Linked DNA regions of Strix aluco: region 2 is linked to region 1. Evidence: chromatin contacts called from public Hi-C data. All regions are on one chromosome and are shown on one strand. The core of a region is the stretch at or near the end of the contact, and the rest is flanking DNA. Distances in the headings are between cores, read along the strand shown.

The links. Hi-C and Micro-C count contacts between places; a contact is called where the count stands out from the background.
Region 2: a Hi-C map of brain shows a contact between it and region 1, with 4 times the contacts expected there. The contact joins the promoter of COL14A1 here to the promoter of MRPL13 in region 1. A contact is called at or near these places in 2 of 2 Hi-C or Micro-C datasets (brain and heart).

The regions. Positions count from the first base shown.
Region 1 is chr1:14,136,449-14,142,522 of bStrAlu1.hap1, forward strand. It overlaps MRPL13 (mitochondrial ribosomal protein L13), which reads left to right and starts at 4,621. Exons shown (of 7, transcript XM_074848815.1): 1 at 4,621-4,725; 2 at 5,441-5,564. The coding sequence starts at 4,699. It overlaps MTBP (MDM2 binding protein), which reads right to left and starts at 4,617. Exons shown (of 22, transcript XM_074848927.1): 1 at 4,450-4,617; 2 at 3,900-3,980; 3 at 2,822-2,895; 4 at 2,565-2,710; 5 at 2,017-2,075; 6 at 991-1,135. The coding sequence starts at 4,531.
Region 2 is chr1:14,308,041-14,314,601 of bStrAlu1.hap1, forward strand. COL14A1 (collagen type XIV alpha 1 chain) reads right to left here and starts at 4,076. Exons shown (of 49, transcript XM_074848689.1): 1 at 3,952-4,076; 2 at 141-262. The coding sequence starts at 228.

The DNA of each region.
Region 1 (6,074 bases), core at 3,371-5,870:
TCAGAGGAACTGTGTGACCAAACGACCTCATTTTACATAAAAGGCAGCAAAAGATTTATTCAGTCAAAAGCTGGGTGCACAGGAAGACATCAATGAGCACTGAGATCATGGAAACCACTGCAGTAAGTTTATCTTGCTCCATATACCTTCAGAAGTACTATATAGTAGGTATATTGCTTATTCTATCCAAGGACTGAGCATTCAAATTTTTAACTTTAAACAGTTTTATTAACTTAGGGTTAAGCTTAACCACATGTTCTACGAAGCAAACTTGAATCTTTTGGGTGTGGAGGGGAGGGGAAGTGGAGGAGACCTTGCCAAGTTATTCAATATCCACACAATAATTTACAGCATGGGAAAAAAAACCCCAACAAACCAGTGTGGTTTATATTGAGACATATCATGGACTACTTATGTCAATTATAGGAGGATGGTAAGGAAATTACTGGACTTAATTTCAAACTGAATTAATAGTTTCAGTGTTAAGACTCTTCAGAAGCATACAGGAAGTAATAGAGCATTTATACTCCATTTTCAAAAGGAACAAATCAGACATTCTTTTTGTTCTCCCTGAAATGTAATACCAAAGATAATATAAAATTTAAAGTAAAAGCAGCAGTTACACATTCATCATACAAAAAGTGGAAAACTACAATCAATACAAGTTATTACATTGCATAGTACAACTTCAAAACATTGTATGCACACTGAAGCCACTAGTGATGGAATGAGAAAATATTTTAACTTCTGCTCTCACAGAAACAGGAACATCAGAGGACTTGTTTTTTTGCCTGTCTCTCTGGTTAGGGCATGTATTTACAACAAATCACCATGAATAATTCCTCGCCTCAAACAATAATAGAAGACAAATCTATGTATTTTCAAAGTAAATATGTAAAGTACTCAGGACACTTTTCATTTTAAACCACCGACATATACTAACACAAAACAAGAGTGACCTTGTTTATAGACCTAAAATAAATGGCATACCCTTTAGAGTCATTTGCTGCAATAGTGATTTGTGCAGAGTGCCATTCTCTCAGGTGTTTCAGGGCACCAATAGCAGGTAAGCAGTCTTTTAACTTGGGTCCATCTTGTTCAACAGCCTGCAGTATTACATCAACCATTGCTCTGCCTATAAAAACAGTTATATATGACTCAAAGTACCATTATTCAGTAAATGATTACATCATTTAGAGATAGAAAAGTACCGATTATCACTGACTGCACTAAAATGGGCTTAAAGATCAACTTCAAGTAACTTCAGGAAGATTTAAAACACTTTTCACGCACTTTAGCTCATCTCTTGCTGCTCCTCTTAGATTAACACAAAGTGTTTTGCTATGCAGTTATAGCTGTCCTATACTTTCCTCCTCTCTCACTCAGCACTGTATATGACAGATCAGAGCTGTCTCCAACACAACTATGCTGTGCCATTTTCCTCCCTTTAACATGCTATTTCTCATTCTTTCTGCATTCAGTTCCTCTGCTATCCCACATCAACTACTGCAACATTATGTAACCCTAACAGGCAAGATGATACAAGTCTCCAGTTCACAAAATCTTAATCCAATAGTTCTGATCTATGTTCTTTCACAGATTCTTGGCTCCCACCCACCAGCAAACAGCTGGAAAATCAGATGTAAACCCAATGTCAACACCTTCCATTTCTTTCATAAACTTCCTGTGGTTGCATGTTGAGTTTCGTATCACTTACTGTCTATTAGTACTTTGGTGCCATTTCAGATGGAAAAATTAATTATATAGCTACCTTAATCTCTACTGAAATACAGCCTTCCAAAGAAACAAGCAGTAAACTACTCTATAAGCTGATCTGCAATGCCATTCATGCTCAAGATCCTTAAACTACTTGCAAGAGCTGCATACAAGTTATTTCAACTAACACAGTAACATCCTCTGAATTTTTCCATTTGACTATGATTTTACCAACTGAGTTTTTAGAGTAATAACTAACAAGATAAACTCAAATGAGATTGCTTTTTTAAGAGAGATTACCTGGGGCAGGCAGTTTATCAGCTAACTGATGCAGACTTTCTGCAGCTTCATCATAGATACTGAAAATGAACAACAACATGGTTGGAAACAAATTATAAACAACGTAATTTAGAAACAAAAAGTTACAACTAACAAATACTGCCTCATGTAAGTATCTTATATCTTTAAAATTCTGTACAAACATACCTAGGCAAAGAGATATACGTATCTCCCCTTTTACTGAGGCAGAAGTAGGCTAAATGACTTCAAAACAATCTGCTGTAAAACTGGAAGTAGGATTCAAGACAGATTAGCAAGAAACTTCTTTTTGTATATATATACACCTGTCAGCTGTTAGGAAACTGTTCAGTTATTCTATAAAAATCATCTGTAGCTAAAAAAATGAAAGCACTGTTGAATTAAATAGAATTATTTTCAGTAGTAGCAGGGGATTGTTCATAGTTAACTGTTGCTTTGGTAATAACTTGTTAAAATTTCTTGATTCTCTTGGGTTATTATTGTAAAATGCCAGATCACTATACTTTCAATAAAAATAATAATATGAATACTCAGTCATAGACAGTGACTCTCTGCTGTTATTGTCGTCTTCCTCAAAATTTTGTATGACTCCCAGGCATTCGTCAGTACTTGTTTGGAGAGAGTCTTCATTTTTCTGTGTGTCAAAATTTATTTCCTCCCAGTCAGAACTGCAGAACTAATCAAGCAAAAAGAATTAATTAAGCAAAAATAATTTTGAACACCACAGTTTTAACTTGCACTAGAGACAGGCAGACAGGAATTTCTATTCTGAAAAAAAAAGTCTTACCTGATAATAACCACATATAACATGACTGGCAAAATACCATTTCTTTACACCTGTAATACCAGCCACTGAACATGCTGCAAAGAGATAAAACAATTATTTAAAATAATCCACTACAATCTATTCTTCCTATTATAATGAACATCTCTGTTAAAAAACTATGCGAGTCATTTAATGTGCCACAATGATTTGAGTTCTGCTTTCCTTTGGCATCATAATTAAGTTCTAAACGTATTAATGTGTAGGTAAGTGTCTTGACAAGGGTCTGTTACTGATCCTCTGACTGTTAATAATTAAGAAAATCTTTGACCTCTTCTCCATTCTGGGCAATATTGCTCTCCATTTGCAGAAGTTGTATCATACCTGGACTAAATCACAACTTTGATAAATATGGTTTACGCAGTTCACAAAATGAGATGCTCTCTCAACATTTCTATGCAATAAAAAGCACGGATGTTGAAAACAGCTTAACATTCCCATCTTCATGAATTTTAACAGCTTATAGTGGTTTCCCCACATGAATCACAATTATATGACAGCTGTGACAAGATGAGCCTGAACAGCTCAACACCAGATATCCAAACCAAGTAAAGAACTAATAAAGCATTTTTTTAACAAAAAAAACCCTGAACAACCAACCCTAAAAGAACTAAAGCAGATCTATTTTAAGATGATAAAAGTATTAATAAATATTAATGGATTAGGGTTCTGAATCAATACCCAACAGACAAAAATTGCTTCCATTGAAAAAATTATAAGACATCACAGGAATAATGAAAATATCAAACTGCCCACTGACATGAGAAACAAGCCCCTTGCTACTCATCCTTGCTATGCTGGATTGAAATTCTCTTCCATTTCTTGTGTCCAATCTATTTAACCACCTCCTAACACCTCAGCTGCTCAAATGACATCAGTTCTCCACAGAAACAGTAGCAGCAGGTGTAGTCCCACCTGCAGGTTTAGGCACACTGTCAAAATGGGATTTCCTTAAATTTCTGACTTGTTTCACCTAGATCATAAAATGTGCCTAGGCCAATTCCTTGATAAAATTTACCTTACCGTACATTAGTGTATTTACCTGGGAATGCGCTCACATCTGCATTTATAGATGAGTTACAGCTTTCTTTAAGGTACTGATAAACGGCTGAAGCAGTTCCAGCTGGAAAAAAAAAAAAGTTTTTCTTAAAACTACTGAATTACAGAAGTCTTGCTTTCTTGCAAATACAGTATAAAGTTCAGTCTATTATTAGGTGTTTAGTCTTAAAAAAAAAAAAAAATCAACCTGTGAACTATAGATTTACAGGAGTTTAAAAGGACAAATTTTGTAAATTCTCGTTGAAGTAGTGCACATCTCAGGGACGCTTTACCGAGTTATATAGCAGTGTCGCAATAAAACAAAAAAGCCTGTAAGTTTCCGAAGGTTTAAATCATTAAAGACTTTTAGTCTGAAAAAAACCCCGAGGGATTTAACGAGGTAGGAATCTAGAAAAGCCCGCACGAGCGCAGATCCCAGACCAGCGACCATAAAGAAAAGCCCTCCGAGGGAAGCTCGGACGGGCCCGGCGGCAGGCGGCTCCCCACACGGCGCGGCCTCCAGCCTCCGCGGGCGCCTCCGGCCGCGGCGGTACCTGCTCCGCTCCCGGGGCCGCCCGCCGCAGCACCCTCGCCCCTGCGCTCCCCCCAGCTCAGGAACAGGACGTAGCGGTCCATGGCCGGGCGGGGACGGAGCCGGAGCTGGAGCCGCCGCCGCTCCGAACGGCCCGCGCTGCCGCCCTGGCACCGCCCCTCGCAGGGCAGCGCTTCCGCTTCCCGCCGGTGCGGCAGCCAGGAGGCTCCGCTTCTCTTCCCTTCCCCTCAGCTGCGCTGGGAGAGCGGCCATGGCCAGTTACACCAAAGCGGCCCAGGTGAGCGCGACCCGCTCCCCCTCAGGCTAGTCTGTGCCGGGGCAGCCGCTGCCTCCGGGGCAGGTCTCGCCCCGGCGGGACCCCGGCGGCCGCCATGGCGCAGAGAGCGGCCGTGAGGAGCGGGCGGGCGCCGGGGCGAAGGGGCAGTAGGCCCCCAGGAGAGGGCTGGGGCGGCGGGCGGCTTCCCCTCCCCTCCCCTCCCCTCGTCGCAGAGCCGCCGTGCGCGCCGGGGTTCGCCCTGAGGGGCCCGCTGGCGGGAACCGGCAGCCGTCAGTAGGTGCGGGAGTGCCTGTGAGGGCCAGGGCTGCCCGCTGAGGGCGGCTCAGGCCGTTCGTGTTCGTAGAAGTGCGTTTGGGGGAGTTTTCCCTTCACTGAGAGGGAAAGAGATGTTGGGTGTTAAACAGCCTACGGTGATTTTACAGTGCAGTTAGCAATAATGGAAGCTTGCAGCAAGAGGTCCTCATTTTTGAAACAAAACCCTCAGAGCTGTTAAACCTTTCAGTGTTGTTACAGCCACATACGTTGGAAGCACGTACGGCACTGGCTGTATCCCTGCGTTCTCCGTCCATTTAAACGTTATTTGGAGGAGGTGGTGTTAATATTTCTTATAGCATTTTGGAGTGTCAAAAAAGCATCGATCTCATTAGAGAAGCTAGATTTATGTATGGTAGTGTGGTTTTTTACTATGTTAAGGACTACCTCTCTTTCTCTTTAGCAATGGGCAACTTTTGCCAGAGCCTGGTATCTTCTCGACGCAAAGATGCAGCCACCAGGAAAGATAGCAGCTGCGACTGTAATCAGACTTGAAGGCAGGCATAAACCTATTTATCATGCACTAAGTGAGTATTGCAGTAGATAAAAGCAAATTTGCTTTCCTTCACTTGTATTTTTCTTGTAAGTTTTAAAATCAAGCCTGATACATGTTACATTTTTCAGTTGTTTGTAAATTATGTTTTCATTTTCCTTCTCATTCCTTCATACTCCTCTACAACCTTATGTCATTGTCTTTACCAATCCATATAAAGGTCATTATGAATTAATAATTTAAGTAGATGAATTACAGTATATTGTGGTTTCATTCTTTTAAAACCTTAACATGTGTTTTGATGCATTGATTTTAGATGCAAAGATTTAAATCACAGTGCACATAATGGAACACTGATGTGGTTCTTGATTAGATTTTCTGAATGCTACCTTTCAGTAGCTGCACAACACCATCGAGCCTTGGAGTGGTTCTTCATTCTGAGTAAGGTGCAGAGAAGCCCTGTCTTGATGAGGCAGTGGGCATAAACTGAAACAGGAGGTTCCCTCTGAACATCAGGAAATATTTTTTTTAGTGTGAGGGTGTC
Region 2 (6,561 bases), core at 2,826-5,325, 170 kb after region 1:
ATCAGCAGAAAACTTCTGCTTCATTTCAGTAGTACTGGATCCACATCCTACTAAGATGGAAGCAACACTTGCATTTGGAATAAGAAAGTCTATTTCTGCACATCAGAGTGACAAGCTCCATCTCCTTATTTATGACTTACCTTGGCCCTCGGTGTCACTGATGAAGAAAGCTGTGACAGCTAAAAAAGCCAAGAAGAAATAGCTCTGTATATCACACCGACAAAGCATCTTCTTCCCCTCAATACACACAGTATCAGCAGGTCTGAAAACACACAGAACAAAAAGACTTATTAAACCTGCAAAGATAAGGCATCCACTTTAATGAAAAGGGCGGGCAAAATCTGGATTCCATTAAAAATATTAGGAATTTGCCATTGACATCAGCAAAGCCAAGATCTCATCCTGACAGCAGTTTTATAACCAAAGTATGTTTTACCTGAACCCCATTTGGGCCGCTCAACAGTTATGAAAATTTGGCCCATGTAAAGAGAAAATTGGTATTCTTTGCTAAGCATACATGAGTACTGGAAGTAGAGTTTGTTACGCGTAACAAGGTAAAATGGGTGTCTCTGTACAATCCAGTGCCGCAAGCACTTTATCAACATACATGTAGTAGAGAACTCTGAAGCCCTCAATAACAAAGTAGGACTAAAACGGTTACCTACTTTATATCCAGAAAGCATCCAGAATGAGATGTTAAATTATGTGTTCTGGGACTGTGTAATAAAAAGAACTGCCCTGCAAGTCTACCATAAAATAACAGATGTGTGTACTCAATAATCCCAGTGAAATAATCACTGATCAGTTCAACTGAGCAATTTTGCACATCAGTTGCCAAAAAAGGCAGGACTTTGTTTTGAGGAAACACAAGTCCTTGTCTCACTGTCCTCTACAGCCTACTCTATTTTTCCTTTTTCTGTCTTATTCAACTTATTCTGTGCTGTTATACCGCCTGGCACTTACAGTGACTAAAGCAGACACAGCTCAGAAGGCATGCAGGGTATCAGCTGAGTAACCACTAATGCTATTGGTAGGTAATACCATGGTCAAAAATATTTACTCTAACTTGACCAGTTCGGAACATTAACACTTTAGACTGCAACACTATATGAACACTCAAGGTAGTCCTTGGTGAACTAGCTGGGTTACAGGAAGCAATTCTGTTGCCAAAGAACAAGTTCCAGAAGGGGTAATTTATCTGTCCACAGAAGCTAGGTTAAGAACAGTACAAATTTCATTATCTGAACTTGGCCTTTAACACTTGCCAGCACAGTTATTCAACATGTATAGAAGCACCTCTGCAGATACATCAACATGTTCATATCATCATGCTTATAAACATTCATCTATCACTCAACTTTACTACACTAGTTTTAGTCAATTTTCTGGGTCAGGAAGATTTTTTGCTGCCCTCTCTTATTAGTATTTTATGGGAGAATTAAATTAATATAATTAATAGTAAATTTCTTGCTGTCAACAAAGAGTCAGCATTTGAAGGTTTACTTTAGTAAATTATGGTTTATGTATTTCCATGTTGCAGGTCCTTCCCATTTACCTCCTGTGTCATTTTCTCTAATATTCCCAACATACCATCATTGAATTTGCCTTCCATGTTTTCATTGTCTTCTGAGGAAGGCACAAAGTGGTTCAACCACCATCGAATATGAAAGGCAGACTGAAGTACCTCAAACCATTAGTAAACAAATAAGAGGATAAGACCTACATCTCCTTCTCTCTTCAAGTATTCACAATTTGCCAGTTATCGCAGGGCTTGGTAGGTCTACTGTTGCAAATCCCAGTCATAAATGCTCGATATGCCACCTAGAAATGTATAGGGGCCTTAATCATTGTGAATTCCATCCCCACAGGAGGTTACCCAAGTTTTAGCCAAATTATCAACAGATTTCACCCTACTTAAATATATATTTTGAATCCATCTCTCACAGTATAAATTTCTCAAGACAGAAGCAAATAGCTAGATCCAATAACAAAGATATGCACCAGAAACTTAAGTACTGCTTCACCCAGTTCTTGGGACACATCCTTCAGGTGGGATTCAGAAACCCAAGCAAAGTGCCCAGGCTTCCTGCTACATGAACACAAAGAGTCAGACACCCAAGGACTGGATCCAGAGGAGTCAGCACAGCAGGCAGGTGCCTAGTGACGGGCAATAGGAAGAACGAAGAGAGGTAAGTCTTAAACAGTCTGAAATCCACCCCTTGTGTATCTCACACTGGGTATTGATGCTTCTCCCTCACTCAGGAATACAACTTGGAGCAAGTACATGTAGACTCTTCAAAGAGCAGCATACAACTCACTCTTCAATGCAGTCACCACTGATGATGTGCAGATTTCTTTCCGTGTAATAATCCAGACATGAAAATATTCACTCACAGTGGTGGCTCAATTCCCCATCTGCTAGATTTGATATAAACTCTCCTCCCAATTAAGAGCTATAAATACTGACAGGTAACCCTGTGTAGAAACACTCTCTATTGCTGCTTTTAGAGAAACGCCATTGCACAGAGAAGCAAGGTTTATTGGGATACAGACAACTGGTGCTGGCTAAACCAGGCACAAGTTCACCTCCACACTTCAAGGTTCACTGAACTAGGAAAGGCAAGCACCAGTCTGCAGCCACCTTGTGGCTGACATCATCCGTGAATAAAAAGAAATACCCTATTCCTCCTGCTTTTTTTATGTATCACCTTTTATTAACTATTTGGTAAAACAATTATCTAACAGAACCGCTCCGGCAGCAGAGACCAAACCCTCCCAAGGCAAGAGCCCTGCCCGGGAGGTGAGCCCCGCTCGACACGGGCCTGGCAACGGGGCACCTTCTCCTGAGGGAACAACCCGCCTTCGCCACCTCCCAGCCCGGGAGACGCGACACACATCTGCGTGCTCAGCACCGCCCTGCCCGGGCGAGAGGCAGAGCCACCTCGGCACCGCCCCGGCTCCCGTCCCCAAGGCCGGCAGCTAGCGCTGCCCTCCCGCCTGGGACCCCGGGGGTCATTTCTCCTCTCTCGGTGGCTCGTTATGGAGCGCCGCGACCCTGCGTCCCCCCGCTGCCTGGGAACGGCCCCGTTTCTCGGGTCAACGTCCCGCCGGGCGAAAGGACGAGCACGACCTGCGCCGGCACCGCCGCGGCCTCGAGGGAGCGACCGGGCCCGCCGCCATGGCCGCCGCCCCCACACGGGAAGGGCGGGAAGGCGACAGAGGGGGCCGGCGGCGAGGCGGGGACGCCGTCCCGGCTCTCGCAGACCCGCCGGCGGTGCCACGACCCGGCGGGCGCGTTCCGTCCGCCTCCCCACAGCCCGCGCGACAGGGCTCCAGCCTGGCCTGAGGGGCCCCCGCCCGCCGCCTCCTCTTCGGGGCGCTCCCCGCCACCTGGCACCCATGGGCCTCCGGTCTGAAAGCGGCCCCCCCCCCGCCCGAGGTTAAGAAAGGGACAGCGGGGAGCTCGTTGCCTCCGCCGAGCTGAGGCGAGGGACGGGCCCCGTGAGACCCCCGGGGCTGCCCGCCGGCAGGGAGCGGAGACCCGCCGCGGCGGGGGCGGGCTCGCCTGCCCAGGCAGCCGCCCGCTGCAGTAACACCCTCCCGGCGCCGGGCGTGAGGGGCCGGGGCGAGGCGAGGCCAACAGCCTCGACGCGCCGCGGGAGGGAGGATGCACCGCGGGGGAACGCGAGCGGCAGCCAAACCCCCCGTTTTAAAGTGCAACTTGTTATTTTTTAATTACGATTCTTTTTAAAAGTAAGATTTTTTTCAGGAGTTTCTAAGCGGCTCCCCTCCCCGCCCCAGGCTCACCACTTCCCGCGCCTCCATCTCCTCCCTCCCTCCGGGGCTCCGCTCCGGCCGCCGCGGGGGTGGCCGGGCAGGTGTGTGGGGAGCGGCCCGGCCCTGCCCCTGCCCCCCAGCCCCGGAGGGAGCCGAAGCGGAGCTCACACCGACCTGTGCGGGCATCGGCGGGGGAGCCGCCGGTGCGGGTGCGGCCGCTCGTTTTCACGCGGGGCTGCGGGTGTTGAGGCGGCTGCGGGACAGCCGCTTCCCTCCCCTCTGGCCGCTCTTCCCCTCGCTGCGGCGCATCTGATAAGGCGAAAGGGTAGCGACAGGAGGCGGGCAATTATAGAGCAGAAGGTGGAAAGAAGGGGGGAGAAAAAAGAGGCATGAGCGATGCCGGAGATCCAACCCCCCGCCCCCGAGCCCGACCTCCGCGGCGGGGGCGCGGCCAGGTGCGCGGGGAGGCAGGGCTGGGGGCTCCGGGGGCGGGGGGGGGGAAATCTCGGGCGGTGTTACATGTGTAGGTGCTGTGCTTTTCCGTGTCCTCTTACTTCTGATTTTGCTGCCTTCTAACTCATTTTCCTCTTTCCGAAGTTCCTCGTTTACTTCGTTTGAAATGATTGAGAAGGTGCCTATTCCGCGGTACGGCTTGGAATGCAAATATCCCCCAGTGCCGGGTATTGCGATGTGTGGATTAATGATTCATCGGGGAAATATTTATATTAAAGTATTCCAGCACTTGTCTGGCTTAGTATAAACCTTGATTAAAAGCGCGGACATATGTGCATTTTTGCCGTATGCATAGACACTGCAATGGGGACGTGAAATTGCAGAATCTAGATTCATATAGAAATATGAGTTACGCTGTGGTACTCCCTACTGAATTTACACGTAAGGCGACTACTCACGAAGCTTGTAAGTCCCGAGAATTTAGGAGGTGAATGAAAATATTCATTACAACGTGCCTGGTCATCTGTATAAAATTACAAATGAAATCACCGGAGCACTGCAGTTAAGAAACAACATGCGTAGGTGAAACAGAGATGTGCATCCCTTTCTTAATATAAGTAGGAGTCGCTTTTAGGGAAGGGAAGGCAGTAAGTCTCAGAGAGATGACTGTGACTAACTCTGTAAAGTAGGACCTTATGTTGCTGAGGAGGATTCCCAGTCCTGCAAACTCTTGTCCAAATTCACGGTGCAGATAGCTTTCCACTGAAACTACAGAAGTGTCTGAGCTTTAAAGAAACTAAATCCAGTTGTTTTCTATAGCAAAGGTTAAAAAGCATTCCTAGATCTAAAAAACATCTCCCACATCTAGCAATCTGGGAGATCCTTTTGTCTGCAGTTATTCTACTGCACCGGCAGATGTGTGCAATGGCCAACACTTGTATGAAGCAAGAAGAAAGCAGTTTGCATTATAATAATTCCTCTGAAACAGTAAGATGTTCAGCTCATTGATGCTAAATGTGATACATTTTGTACCTTTTCAGTCCCTAATTTATGTATTTAGCTAAACAATAATATCCAGAAAGCAAGGAAGCTGATGGATAATTTGCAATGCCCTTGAAGACTCGGTAAATGTAGAGAGATAAATCAGCATAATCCATGACTGCTTGCTGGTTCATGTGTTTCAGGGCAGGACGAGGAACAGCCTGCCAAAGGGAGAGTCTGGCTCCCTCTTTCTCTCTTTTTTTTTTTTCCTTCTTTTCCCGGATTTGTAATGTAGTATGCAAAGTCCACGAGCACCATCCTGTGGCTGCATCTAGTCAGAGTACTGGGACTCAGAGAAAAAAGTCTTGAGGATCCCACTGACCAGTAAATAGATTCTGAAACTCTCTGCAGCCTTCAAATGACTTTATAATTTAATTTTTAATAAATTTTAATTTTTAATTTTAATTTTTTACACCAGAAACTAAACTAATATTTTAAGTTTATGTAAAGTGTGTGCTTTCAAAGGTAACTCAGCTGAGTTTCTCAATATCAATTTATTTTCCTGATTTACAATGCTATTTTTACACTATTGGTCCACTTTTTAGAGTGAATCACACTTGTTGCCATTAAGTTTTACTCAGATTTCTCTGAAAAGCACCGTAGATCTCCTTGCATAATTACTGGAAGAGCTCATGTTGTTCAAAAGTTCAAGGTAAAAGTTAAAAGGTGAAGCTTCCTTGAAAGAGTTTGTATGAGTTGCACATCTGGAAATACAGTAAGATCACAGTATGAACAATATTACTGTACAAATGATTTAGCAATGTTTCCTTCTTGTCTTACATCCAAAAAAAACCCCAGATTTTTGAGAAGAAATTTGCTGAGTGTGAATTGACCACATGAATTTACTTTCCACAATTTTGTATTGGCCAAGCCTCAGTGATTTCAAAAAAACAACAATGATTTACAGCCACCACTTTTTAAAAGTATTCACACCAACAAGATGTGGACCATCCTTTGCTTGGCTAATACAGATTCTACAAAACTTCTATAAATAGGATTACATTGGAATGATATTGAAAATACAGCTGGAAATAATTCCATTAACCCAACACAAAACCAGAATTAGTGCAGGCTAGTGAGCTCAAAGTGAGCTGGGCTGAATATCTGATGGTATGACTAAACCAAGTATGGATCACCAACAGCAGTATTTGTGGGAACTGATGTTTTTGGTGGCGGTGGGGAAGAGTTACGCTGTAATTATCAATCCTCGTCTTTTTTTAATATCTTCTGCTTTTTAGAATATACTTAGAATTTTTCTCTGACTTTTTGGATGTACTAATGAATTCAATG